Regions from separate parts of the Mus musculus genome. Here region 2 is linked to region 1. Evidence: chromatin contacts called from public HiChIP or PLAC-seq data. All regions are on one chromosome and are shown on one strand. The core of a region is the stretch at or near the end of the contact, and the rest is flanking DNA. Distances in the headings are between cores, read along the strand shown. Region 1 overlaps Ank2 (ankyrin 2, brain). Region 2 overlaps 9830132P13Rik (RIKEN cDNA 9830132P13 gene).

What was found. HiChIP or PLAC-seq counts read pairs in DNA pulled down with a chosen protein or histone mark.
Region 2: a FOXA1 HiChIP or PLAC-seq map of pancreatic cancer cells shows a contact between it and region 1. The contact joins two enhancer-like sites.

Annotation. Positions count from the first base shown.
Region 1 is chr3:127,318,403-127,324,878 of GRCm38.p6, forward strand. All of the region lies in intron 1 of Ank2 (ankyrin 2, brain), which reads right to left. Among named protein-coding and RNA genes, the nearest start is that of Gm52631, 65 kb to the right of the region's middle. Within about 2 kb of position 2,844, at least 32 of the 459 cell types and tissues checked have an H3K27ac peak or open chromatin away from gene starts, as enhancers often do. A contact at or near this core is called in pancreatic cancer cells, where this site is marked.
Region 2 is chr3:127,926,378-127,932,853 of GRCm38.p6, forward strand. 9830132P13Rik (RIKEN cDNA 9830132P13 gene) reads left to right here. Exons shown (of 5, transcript NR_040552.1): 2 at 1,052-1,179; 3 at 2,342-2,489. Among named protein-coding and RNA genes, the nearest start is that of 9830132P13Rik, 13 kb to the left of the region's middle. Within about 2 kb of position 3,659, at least 83 of the 459 cell types and tissues checked have an H3K27ac peak or open chromatin away from gene starts, as enhancers often do. A contact at or near this core is called in pancreatic cancer cells, where this site is marked.

The DNA of each region.
Region 1 (6,476 bases), core at 1,594-4,093:
AGTAGCCTAAGCTCAGGCCGGTCTACATGAAACTTGATCTCAAAAAATAAAATAGTACAGCAAAGAAATAAATTATCTTTTAAATATTATGCTAGTCATTAAAAAAAATAGTTATTATCAGCCAGGGGTGGTGGCACACAGCTTTAATTCCAGGTTTTGAGGCAGAGAGGCAGGAAGATCTCTGTGAATTGGAGGCCAGCCTGGTCTACATAGAAGTTCCAGGACACTCAGGACTGTTACACACAGAGAGACTCTGCCTCAAAACAACAAAAATAAAACAAAACAAAAGACCACAAACAACGCCCCCCCCCCAAAAAAAAAAACAAGTGACCATTTATGCCAGTCACTCAACTAAGCATTTTTTTAATATTATGTTTTGTGGTCCTTAGAGACAGAGTCTTGCTATGTAGACCAGACTGGCCTCCAGCTGGTAGAAATCCTCCTGTTTCTGCTTCTCAAGTGCTGGGGTTACTAGTTTAAACTACCATGCCTAAAAATGTTTTGTTTACTTTGGGGAGTTTGGGGGTGGGGGTATTAAGACCTCACAATATAGCTCTGCTTACAGAGGACCAGAGTTCGATTCCCAGCAACCAATGGTGGCTCACAACCATCTATAATGGGATCTGATGCCTTCTTTTGGCATGCAGGTGTACATGCAGCTAGAGCACTCATATACAATAAATAAATACATACATAATTTTTTCTTAAAAGTTTAAAAGGAAAAGGTAAGATCTGTGATTTCTCTCATTTTTTTTAAACACAAAAGCTGATACACAGAAAAACCTAAAAAAAAAAAAAAAGTTATATTTCTAAACCAGGTGGTGGTGGCACATACCTTTAATCCCAGCACTCAAGTGGCAGAGGCTGCAGTATGTATATCTCTGAGTTCCAGGCCAGCACAGCCAGGGCTACACAAAGAAACCCTGTGTCAAACAAACAAACAAACAAAGAACATGTCTAACTTTGCAATTTTTCCTATGTAATTTCATTATCTACTTTTTTTTTCAATCAGTTGGGTTCATACAGGTAAAACACAAACATTACTCCATTTTACAAAATATTCTTCTGCCATACAATTTTTTAATTTATTTATTTTTTAAAGATTTATTTATTTATTTAATGTATATGAGTACACTGTAGCTTCCCTCAGACACACCTGAAGAGGGCATCAGATCCCATTACAGATAGTTGTGAGCCACCATGTGGTTGCTGGGAGTTGAACTCAGGACTTCTGGAAAAAGCAGTCATTGCTCTTAATCACTGAGCCGTCTCTCCAGCCCTTAATTAATTTATTTTTAATTAAAGCACCATTACATCACTTCCCCCTTCCCTTTTCTTTCTCCAACATTTCCCCTGTTCCCTTCGCTCTCTCTCAAATTCACAGCTGTTTTTTTTTTAGTTGTGATTGTTGCATACACATGTATGTACACATATACATACAGAGAGAGAGTTGGGCCCCCTGATATTTGTTTAGTTCTGCTTGTATGTGTCTGATCACTTGGCTTTGGATAACCACTTAGGGGGCCTGCCCCTGAAGAAGTCTGATTCTCCCACTCTCATCAGCCCATACTGGTCTTATTTATATCTTTGTCTAGTAGTACAGGCCTGTGCAATGTCTCCCCTCCGTGTTTATTGATGCTGTCAGTCACATCCTGTTTACTATCATGTGACTTTAGAATAATATAAATGAAAAACTTAGATACATTTTTTGCTTTGTTGTATTTTGTTTTGTTTTGTTTTTGAAACAAGGTTTTTCCTGTGTAGCCCTGGCTGTCCACTCAACCTATAGACCAGGCTGACCTTAAATTTACAGAGATCTGCATGCCTCTGCCTCCTAGGTTCTGGGGTTTAAAAGCATGTATCACCACCAGTGAAAAACTTAAAAATCTTAAAGATGCATTTATCAGCCTTTATGCCAAAATAGCCAAACCCTTCTACCAATCTCAGAATGCTTTCCCAATCTTTAAATTACGGCCAAAATCATATTGCCAACACGAGGGGTTTCAAAGTCTCTATTTCTTCCTCCCAGGGATCTTAGAGTGTTAGTGGAACTGCATCAGCAATTGCTCCACACATGGCTAAATCATACCGAGTGAGTCAGTCCCTGCCTGACTAAGCCCCAAGACCGTGTCTCGAGAACAAGATAATACACTTTATGATATCTGACCACAAAATACTGTATTCCCACGAAGAGAATGTGTTCAAAGGTTGCACTAGGCGCTTTCCTTTTGGAGTTCTTCTCATTGGAAGCTACTCCTGAGTAGGTTTCTTCATTATGGTCTAGAGTCCCCATGTCACGTGGTGTCCCACCCGCCAGTCCCCACGGAGACCTGGTTTACAGCATGGAGCTTCGGGCCTCTGGAACCTCCGAAACCTAATCCCATCACTTTGCATTGTAAACAATGTTGAGAGTGAGCTGTGCTGGTTATATTTGGAAGATAATTTTATCTTCCTCGTATATGTTCTGATAGAATCAACTTGAAAATGTCACCATTCCTTGGTAGACTCTGTGCCACCGATGTCCTAAGCAATTGGATGTTCCTCTAATTCCCACCATAGTTTCTGTTTCATAAGAGTCTTGTTTGAATTACTAACTATATTGCTCCTCTTTATCATTTTCTGAAGAAGAAAATAAAGAAATTGATAAAAAAAATTGGTCTTGGTAATGGGTAGATAAACATTTGGGTTTTTGTTCTTTTTTAATGTAAAGGAACACACAAAATGTCTCGTGTGCGGAAGAGTGTTCCATTCCCAAATAAACATTTGATGCACATGTCAGATGCCTGCAGTTGTGTTTGCTGCTATGGTGGTGGCAGTTACGAAGGCACTGGAGCCTCACAAAGCCAACAGACCACAAAATGGGAACCTGTGGCTACGATTTACTGTGTGTCTTAGTCAGGGTTTCTATTCCTGCACAAACATCATGACCAAGAAGCAAGTTGGGGAGGAAAGGATTTATTCGGCTTACACTTCCATGCTGCTGTTCATCACCAAAGGAAGTCAGGAGTGGAACTCAAGCAGGTCAGGAAGCAGGAGCTGATGCAGAGGCCATGGAGGGATGTTCTTTACTGGCTTGCTTCCCCTGGCTTGCTCAGCCTGCTCTCTTATAGAACCCAAGACTACCAGCCCAGGGATGGTCCCACCCACAAGGGGCCTTTCCCCTTGATCACTAATTGAGAAAATGCCTTAAAGTTGGATCTCATGGAGGCATTTCCTCAACTGAAGCTCCTTTCTCTGTGATAACTCCAGCTGTGTCAAGTTGACACAAAACTAGACAGTACACTGTGCAAACATAAATGTATTGTCTAATTTGGAGGTTGACAGCCACAGGCCAGCAGGATGACTCAGTGGGTAAGGGTTTTGCTGGCTGCCAAACTTGATGACCTGAGATCAATCACCAGAAACCACAAGGTGGAAGTCGAGAACCAACTTCTACGAATAGTCCTCTGACCTCCACATGTGCACTGCAGCCCACAGGTACACAAATCACACGTGCACCCACATGTGAACACACAGACACATAAAAAGACACATGAGCTGACTACAAATAAAACGCACACATGCACACTACATAAATATAAAAACGAAAGTTTAAATGACTTTGTTTAAAGAAAGAAGCTGTTGACAGTCAAGCATGTCATGTGACTGTAATCCAAGCAGGGGAAAGCTGGAGACAGAGTCATTATAAATAAAGATCAGTCCATGCTGCAAAGTCCTGTGTCACAAAACAAACAAGGAAATCAATCAAACCATCAATTAGAATTGACAGGGCTCCTATAGAAACTACCAGTTCAACATACCAAAGAGATCCTCACAAACACACACATACACACACACACACACACTCTGGAAAGTGCTGCCATTTTTGTTAGGAATTAAAAGCATATTGTGATGTTTAAAATAGCTATGTTTTCCATCAGAATCTATTCTTAAAACAATAGGAAAAACTTGTAGAATTCCTTCTATTCATAGAAAAGAAAGCGCCTAACAAGTGCCCAGAAGGGCAAATGAGGATTCAACATCAGCGTGAGGGGAATCTGGAGGGCAAAAACCAGGCAGAAAGAATCTCAGAGAGGACCTTTTTGTACCTTAGAATTTTAATGAATTATTTAAAATAGAATTTTAATTTTGTTGAGTGGATTCTTCCCTGGTCACTAAAAAAAATTGTAGGCTCTTCTGATTTTTTTTGTTCTTAATAATCTTATTTCTCTCTTTGAAGCAGAAACTCATGTAGCCCAGGCTAGCCAAGAACTCACTATGTACCCAAGGCTGGGACTGCAGACATGCCTTACCTTAAAGGTCCAATTTTCTCACTTCGAAGAAGTAGGCTTAACAAAATGGCCATGAAGATGATTCTACAAGCCATCAGAGCGGGTTTTTTTAATACTTTAATTCCCAAGAAGTGTGAGCCCACTCACTTTACAACAGGAGCTAGGTGCAAAACTCTAAAATGCCTAGATTTTGAAAACATTGACTCATAGGTGAACTATAGAATATTCTCCAGAAAGAAGAGATTAGTAATTAGCTTAATGATTAATTCATTCATGAACTAATGAGTTCCTAAGAATCAGCAGCAAACAGAAGGATCCCTCCTTCAGGGACTGTCCTGTCCTGTGACATTTCACCTACAGTCCCTTTTTATGCCACCTGATTTTTTATCATCACTGCTATCTGGAGTAAGTCCACTAGGGGGCACTGTTTCATCACTTAGAAGAAAAGCAATGTCCTTGTTTCCATGGGAACTATTCTTCAGCTTTATTTGATGTTTTTTCCTTTTCCTTTCTTTTTTCTTTTTCTTTTTTCTTTTTCTTTTCTTTTCTTTTCTTTTCTTTCTTTCTTTTTTTTTTTTTTTTTTTTTTTTTTTTTGTGGAGGTGGGGCGTTGTTTGGGGACAACGGTTCTCTGTGTGGCTCTGGCTGTCCTGGAACTCCATTTGTAGACCAGGCTGGTCTCGAACTCACAAAAACCTGGCTATCAATGCCTCCCCAGCGCCCGGATTAAAGGCAGGCGTATGCAATTTACTTGATTTTTAAATAGCTTCTAAAGGAGGAGAGACTCTGCTACACAGAACAGGTTTCCTGGTAAGCCACACCTTGGAAACCTTGAAACAGCTGTGTCTTCTTCCATGTGAGCTCGGCCAAACCCTGGTAGCTTTCTCAGTCCTCGGCTACTTTGTTATTCTTTTTTTTTTCTTTAATTAATTTTTAATTAGGTATTTTCTCCATTTACATTTCAAATGCTATCCCAAAAGTCCCCCAGACCCTCCCCCCAAATCCCCTACCCACCCACTCCCACTTCTTGGCTCTGGCACTCCCCAGTACTGAGGCATATAAAGTTTATGGCTCAGCCGTTAAAGGCTAGGCTCACAACCAAAAATACTTTGTTATTCTTGTCTGCTGTCCTTACATATATTCTTGTACCTCTCTGCAATTACTCCCGGATCCTACACAATCTTTTTCAGCAAGCAGGAAGGGGACTATAAGGAGGCATCTCTTATTTCTAATAGGATCTTACACCTCTCTAAATCCTCTGCACTTTAACAAAGCCCACTCACCAATTTTTTTATATGAGACTAGGAATAATGTTCATTTATCTATCAAAAACCAAGATTGTCATTCAAAGACATTGCAATCTACAAGTCAGAGACCCATCTCTGTCTCTTCACTGGGCAGCCACACGTGCCCTTGGTACAGAAAAGTCTTTCCTAGCCTTTAAAAAGCTCGCCACTTACTGAGAGCGAGGGAGCAAAGGCTACCAGAGCAGCCCAACCCTAATAGAAGAATATGGTTCAGTCTATGCTCCTCAAAAGACAGAAAGAAGTCTAAATCTCAGCACAGACCGCTAGGTCTAGAAGAACCACAAGGAAGACGGGAACGTTGCCCACTGTAATCCAGACCGAGTTTGTCTCTGCATTCACCTGAAGACCAGTCACTTGAGGTCAAGAGGCAGACAATTTCTTAGGAAACAATTAGCATGGGCAGCTGGCCCATGACAGAAGCCAAGGAGAGACTAATGTACAAGAGGGCACGCGAACAGGACAGCAGAATGAACCCCTCCAGAGTAGGATGAGCATTTGTCACCGCAAGCCGACTAGCTCAGGAGCATCTCTGCCCTGTGGCTCTTGTCGTTTCTTCACCTTTTCAGAGTTCTGAAGGCATCTTACTCTCTTCTTGGCAAGCCTGTGTTAGAATACACTTGTGTCTAAGTAGCAACTACAACACGAGTCAGCCTGAAACTGGCCACGATGGCACAGATTAGACACTTCCTGGAAACAGGACTTTGGAGGAGGGGCCTGAATAAATTTGACCAGGAAGGATACATTAACCTATTTATGGACTGCAGCCTATGTGCTTGCCCTCCTATCATTCCTGTTTGTAAAAAAAATGCTTTAAACAACCGATAGTTGTTTTCTCACTATCCTGGAGGCTCAGAGTTGAGGAATGTGATGCTGGTGAAGTTGGCTTCTTCCAGGGCCCT
Region 2 (6,476 bases), core at 2,409-4,908, 610 kb after region 1:
CCTTCTGCTCCTGAGCCAACCCCCATCCCCACCATGCACATGCAAAGGATTTTATTTCCATGATAGTGTGGAGATTCTTTTTTTTAAAATGGTTTTAGAGCTTTATTGTAGAAAGGCAGGGAGAAAGGAGAGAAGGTAGCAAGAGAGAGACTGGCCGTGTGGAGAGAGGGGGGAAGGGAAAGAGAGAAAGAGGGCTAGACATTGGAAATGTAATTGAGGAAAATACGTAATAAAAAAAAAAAAAGAAAGAGGGCTAGAGAGTAAGAAAAGCGAGGACTAAAAAGGCTAGTTTGGATATTCTTTACCTAATCTTGATACATGTACTCTATCCAAAGGCTTGGCTATTTTTCTTTCCATGATATTTTCAAACGTGGCACGTTATCATTTCCTCGTGGCATTACCTTCAATTTTTCCATTGTTCTCAGAACCAGGAAGTCATTCTTCACGCAGTCTGAGTTGAGGCTTTTCTCACAGCTGCTCACCTTGGAATCAACAATTGGCTTGTGGCTGAAACTGAATAGCTGTCAAGAACTTGAGAGAGGAAGGGTTGCCCCGTGCTTCACAGTCGGAGGAGACAGGGTCTACCTCAAGTGACGGCATGATGACAGGTGTCCTAAAGCTGGCAGGAGTCCAGCTGGCCCCCTCATCTGCCCACAGCCTGGTAAGAACAGAAAGCAGAGAGCAGGTGAAGTGGAGTTAGGTTGTAAGATCCACAGAAGTCCATGCACACAGACCCACTCCACTTCCTGCACTGAGGCTCCAACTCCCAAAAGTTCCACAGCCTTATAAAACAGTGTCACCGGCTTGGCCAGACAGTTCAAACACAATGGTGGACAGTCCACATTCAAACAATTCTATTCTGAAAGATTGCTGTCGCTCACTAGTGCCTGTTTCGAAGTTTCCCCCACCCCTCTGTAGGCTGGAGGGCCACAGATGAGTCTGACTAAGAAGTGTGGAGTGACCTCCACGCTTCTCTATAAGAAAATATGATTTGTATCTTTCCTCTCCCACAGACACATCCTAACTGGAATCTGCCTTGTTCCTTTGAAAGGTGATAAAAAGAGGTACGAATTGAATGTTAAGGTTGCTTTACTCAGAGATCCAGAGATAAGAGAAGACAGTGAATTTACATCATGAAAATCTGTCATACCTCCCATCTCCAGCCAGCAGATTACACAGGTACAAGGGGCAAGGCAGGGGAACAGGGTCTGTAGCTCAGTTTTAGTCTTCTGATCAGGTGGTCAGCTGTGTCTTTAAGACACGTGTTGTCTGCACTTTTATATTTTCTCCATCTCTGTCTCCCTCCCTCCCTCCCTCCCTCCCTCCCTCCCTCCCTCCCTCCCTCCCTCCCTCCCTTCCTCTCCCTCTCCCTTCCCCTCCCCCCCCCCCCCCCCGTCTGTATACATATGCCATGGTAGACATGTGTATGTCAGAGAACAGCCTTCAGCGTCAGGCCTTGCCTTCCTCCCCATTTGTGACAGTGCCTCTTTGTTGTACACCAGGCTAGCTGGCTCACACACACCTGCTTGTCCCCTATTTTGCAGTAGCAAACTGGGATTACAAATGCATGCTACTGCATCCGACTTTACAAGGGTTCTGGGGACCTGAACTCTGGTCCTTGGGCTTGCATGGCAAGCACATTACCCATGGAGCATCTCCCCAGCCCTGTCTGTGCCTTTCTCATTCTCATTACTTACTTACAGCATTAATTCTGGGTCAGGTTAGTATCTGCCGTGCACTCACCAGGTCCTCTGGGCTGGAGGAGCTCACTCTGAAGCCATTAGCGCCAAGCACACGCTAAGACATTAACAATGCCTGTATGGACTCTTTTCTTCAGTATGGACTGTAAGTCTGTCTTTGTAACATGAAAGCATGACTATCTGTACCTTCTGTCCCCTCTTCCTGTGAGGAGTGGAGCCCAGGAGAGGGATGATTTCAGGTCTGAGCATTGCGACAAAGAGGCCAAGTTGTGAGAAAAATTTCAAGGCTTGCTAAGAGCAGGAATTTAGAACGACACTTTTAAAGATGTTTCTATTCTATCAGTATACATATAATGAAGGTCTGTGAGACAGAGGGGACTGACCATGGAGCCACCAAACCCAAGAGTTCTGAAATAAATGTATTAATACTTTAGGTGTGAGCCTTGAAGGCAGGACAAGCCACTGAGCTCCTGGGGTGAATCTCTGTGGGCTGACAGCATGAGAGGTGCATTCCATGGAAGAAGAACCAAAAGTGATCGCAGAGTGTCCTCAAGATGGCTGGAATTTCATGGGCAAGCGTGGGAAAGCATGAAAACACTCTGTCTGCGTTAACACTACATGGCATTTATATTGTTTTTTAGAGCACAATGGAAGAATAGATGGTCAGACACCCTGCCACACCTTGGATATACTGCTTCTGTTGGCACTTCAAGACTATAAGCTTGACACACAAGAAGCCTTTTAGGGAAGAGAACTGACGTGTATGCTCATGTTGAAAGCAACCCTGTGGTATGTTGTCACTAATCTTTTTTTTTTTTTAAAGATTTATTTATTTATTATATGTAAGTACACTGTTGCTGTCTTCAGACACACCAGAAGAGGGCATCAGATCTCATTACAGGTGGTTGTGAGCCACCATGTGGTTGCTGGGATTTGAACTTCGGACCTTCGGAAGAGCAGTCGAGTGCTCTTACCCACTGAGCCATCTCACCAGCCCGTCACTAATCTTAAAACAGTGTTAAATGAAGGAGGTCGGATCCACATTATGCTTAGAGCAGCCTGAGTAGAAGCTTGGTAGCTGTTGGGTTTCAGACCCAGGACAAGGGACTGAGGTGCATAGTTGTTGACATATTAAAACAGACCTGGCCTCCTGGCTATCCCAGCATCCCTCAGTCCCCACCTTGCATACTCTGCCTCAACAATGAACTTTCCAGTCTAACGGCTGGGCTCTCCTTCTCTCAGAGGCTCTTCCCTATATAATCCAGACATTTTAGTCTCTTCCTCCCCCCTCGCGCATTCATGCACACAGCCCTTTTTTCCTGCCCCCTTCCTTCCCCATGGGGACTTCCCTGGTTTCCCTCCTTGGGGTCAGTGAATTCCCCTGCTTGAGAGCAGCTTCCCAATAAACCTGCCCTTAATCTAATCTAATCTGGGTTGAAATGGCTCATTCTACTGATGGAGAAATAACCTACTACGAGCCACACTCACTGGGGCTGATTTCTGGCCTCTGCTAACTCATATCCTGGGCCATTCTAGATGTCTAAATAATGAGCTTATTCTTCTATTTCTCAACATCAGTTGAGAGTTAGGCTTTTGTTGTTGTTTTGGTTTTTTGTTTTTGTTTGTTTTTTGGTTTTTTTTGCTTGTTTTTTTTTTATTTTTTTTATTAGGTATTTTCCTCGTTTACATTTTCAATGCTATCCCAAAGGTCCCCCATACCCACCCACCCCCCAATCCCCTACCCACCACTGCCCCTTTTTGGCCCTGGCGTTCCCCTGTACTGGGGCATATAAAGTTTGCAAGTCCAATGGGCCTCTCTTTTTTTATTTTTTGCTTGTTTTTTAAGTCTCTGTTCAATCCATGGGATTATAGCCATTCTAGGGACTAAACACAGAGAAGTCGGTGAAGAACAAACGGCTGCTGCCGGTGCAGTGGGGCAATATTTGAACAACGCCACAGTAATGTGACACAGAGGTCACTGCTCTTAGCTCTGCAACGTTCCACGCCCAGCCCAGGGGTTCATAATAGACATTGGAATGTACAAGTCCACTCCCTGCAAACATTCCTACCAATCTAACACCTTGATTGCCAGCAGCCTCTCCCACAACCACAGCCACAGCCAGAGCCACAGCCGCAAACCTTTCTCTCACTTCTGCCTTCCAAATCCTGAATGCATGTTGGGACAGAATTTAAGACTCCCCGCCACCCCCAACAAAAACAACAACAAAAACAAAAACGAAACCCCATAAAAGAAAGTGTTTTGGAGAATGCAGTCCAGGTTAGTTTCTTATCCACATTGAAGGGGTGGGGACTTCCAAAGCCAAACGATTGGTTGCACATAGTATATGCTTGTGTCTTGGCACTTTCCTCACTGCAGAACATAGATAGGTTCATATCTGGCCAAGTCAACCGTCAGGGTGTGCCTTACTGTGACTCTGCAGAGACATTTGGCTCTGTGGAACCTCCCTGTTCCCCATGCTACCACCTATCAGGAGTAGTATTTCATTTGTTCTTAGTAATCCTGTCATAGCTGCCATGTGCCACATTTGCTTAGATCTTCTTGCTGACCCTTCTAGATGTTAACACCATCTCTGTCAGGCCGCTCTTCTGAGGGCAGAGTAGAAAACACCGTTCCGAGTTAGGGCTCTCGGCACCCCCAGACTTTCTGCTGCGGCTGCAGAAGACTGGTGATTCTCTGAATCCATTTCTGGTCCTTGATGGTGAGGTAAGGGGAGGAGGGAGCCTGGACTTCTGACTGCTTCACAGCACAGTCCTGGTCCTGATTTCAACTTGAGCTTCACCTCATCTTACTATGGACACTCCCGTGGGTATAACGTGGCCTGGGGCCTCTAGACAGCAAATTGGTTCTGCATAGTACCTGCTAGTGGACACTGATATATTGTTGCTGGCTTAATTAGTCCTACTCCATCTTCTCTACTAAATTTATTTAGACATTTCTCTTTGACTACTATCACTTTTTAAGTAAAAAATAACTTTCTAAGTAAGCATATGAGGTGATGGACTTTAATTATGCCATGTTTACATCCATGCATCATTATATTTATGCTCTAATTATCCTCTTCCCCTCCAGTCATACACACACACACACAAACACACACACACACACACACACACCCCTTTCTCCCTCTAGCAGGTTCCTTCCCTTCCCCTAGACATCCCCACTTTTGCTTCGTGCCACATACACTCAGTTGTCTTCCCTGTATGTTTGAAATCCCCTAACATCTCTACTTTCCCTCGCCTGGCCCCCTTCCTAGTTCCATGGTCCACCCTCACACAGAACACACAGATAAGTTTAAATCTTGGCTGCATATGTAAGAGGAAAGTGCATGTAATATTTGTCTTTATGGCTTATTTTGCTTAACATAATGATTTTCAGGTCCATTGACTTTCCTGAAAATGTCATGTTTTCTTTTTTTACCACTGGGGTGGGGTGGGGGTGGGGGACGGGAATCCTATTGTATATAGCCAAACTTATGTAAATTTACATATTAAATTTTATCTGTTCTTCCTATATATCATTTTCTTTTCACTCTCTCCCCGCCCTGTTGCTATGGGATTTGAGGAGACAGAAGTAGAAGCGCATCATCTATGATACCTGATGGGAGTCTGTGCCCGTTCTCTTTTACCTTGTATTTTCTCAGCAAGGCTTAGCTTATTTTTCCTGAAAATTGAAAAGAATTAGAAATGCCTTCATATGCTTTTGCAAATAAAGTAAATGAAGTTCAGTAGGATTAAATAAGTATGGCCAGGCATGGAGGCCCAAGTCTATAATCTTAATACTCAGGAAGCAGAGACTTGAATATTGCAAAATACGCAGAGCTAGGGAGCTAGTTCTGGGTCAGTTTACGGCTCTATATCTGTATCTGAATCTGTATCTAGATCTCTCTATCATCTGTCTGTCTGTCCGTCCATCTATCCATCCATGTAGCCATCGATAAAGAAAAGAATTAAAGGATGAATAAAGTATCCAAGATCAAATAGTGAGTCATAGGATCAGGGCTGCAGGCTTCCCTCATAGATTCACTCCATTGCTCCACCCCCTGTAAGAATGACATCTGCTGTGGTCCTGGAGGTAAACTGAAAATACCAAATTATGAGGAAAGGTTCTGAGGGGATCTAATCTAGGCTTCAAGTGAACTTCCCCATGAGGTGCGCTGGCTATGTGCTTCAGGTGATCTGGGCTCTGGGTTCACAAGTGTGTTCGCTTTCTGAAAATTCTGTTTTGGAACTCCTTTGATGAAGGGGCAGCTCTTGGAAAAGGGCTTGAAAAGGTACTGAGTGGGTGGCTCTTCCAGCAATGTTATGGGGAAATCCAATCTGCAATGAGATTTGTGTCTAGAAGATACTGTGGAAGAAAACACAGAGCCCAGGCCAGCACTGTGACTTGCATTTGAGAGCCCAGGGATGGGCACATACAGTCAGGCAGGTGGGATGCAGGAGAGGAGCACACAAACCCATCCCTGAAGCACATAGAAAGCGGGCTGCAGACATGAGTGCCTGTAACCGAAGAGGAAGTTAGGAGACGTGCAAGCGTTGCCTGCCGAGTTTCCAAGAATAAGCTTATGACTCACTTCTGAACTCATCTCTGTCATCCTTGGATCTTCATAAGAGTCTGGTGATGAGCGGAACTTGAACACAGATGACTGATATTCTAGTTGGTATCCCACGGTTTATAGAAGAAACGAGACGGGGGTATAAGCAGCGATCTGACACCTTAGACTGAATCACTGCTGGGAGAAAGCACGGCACTTATTC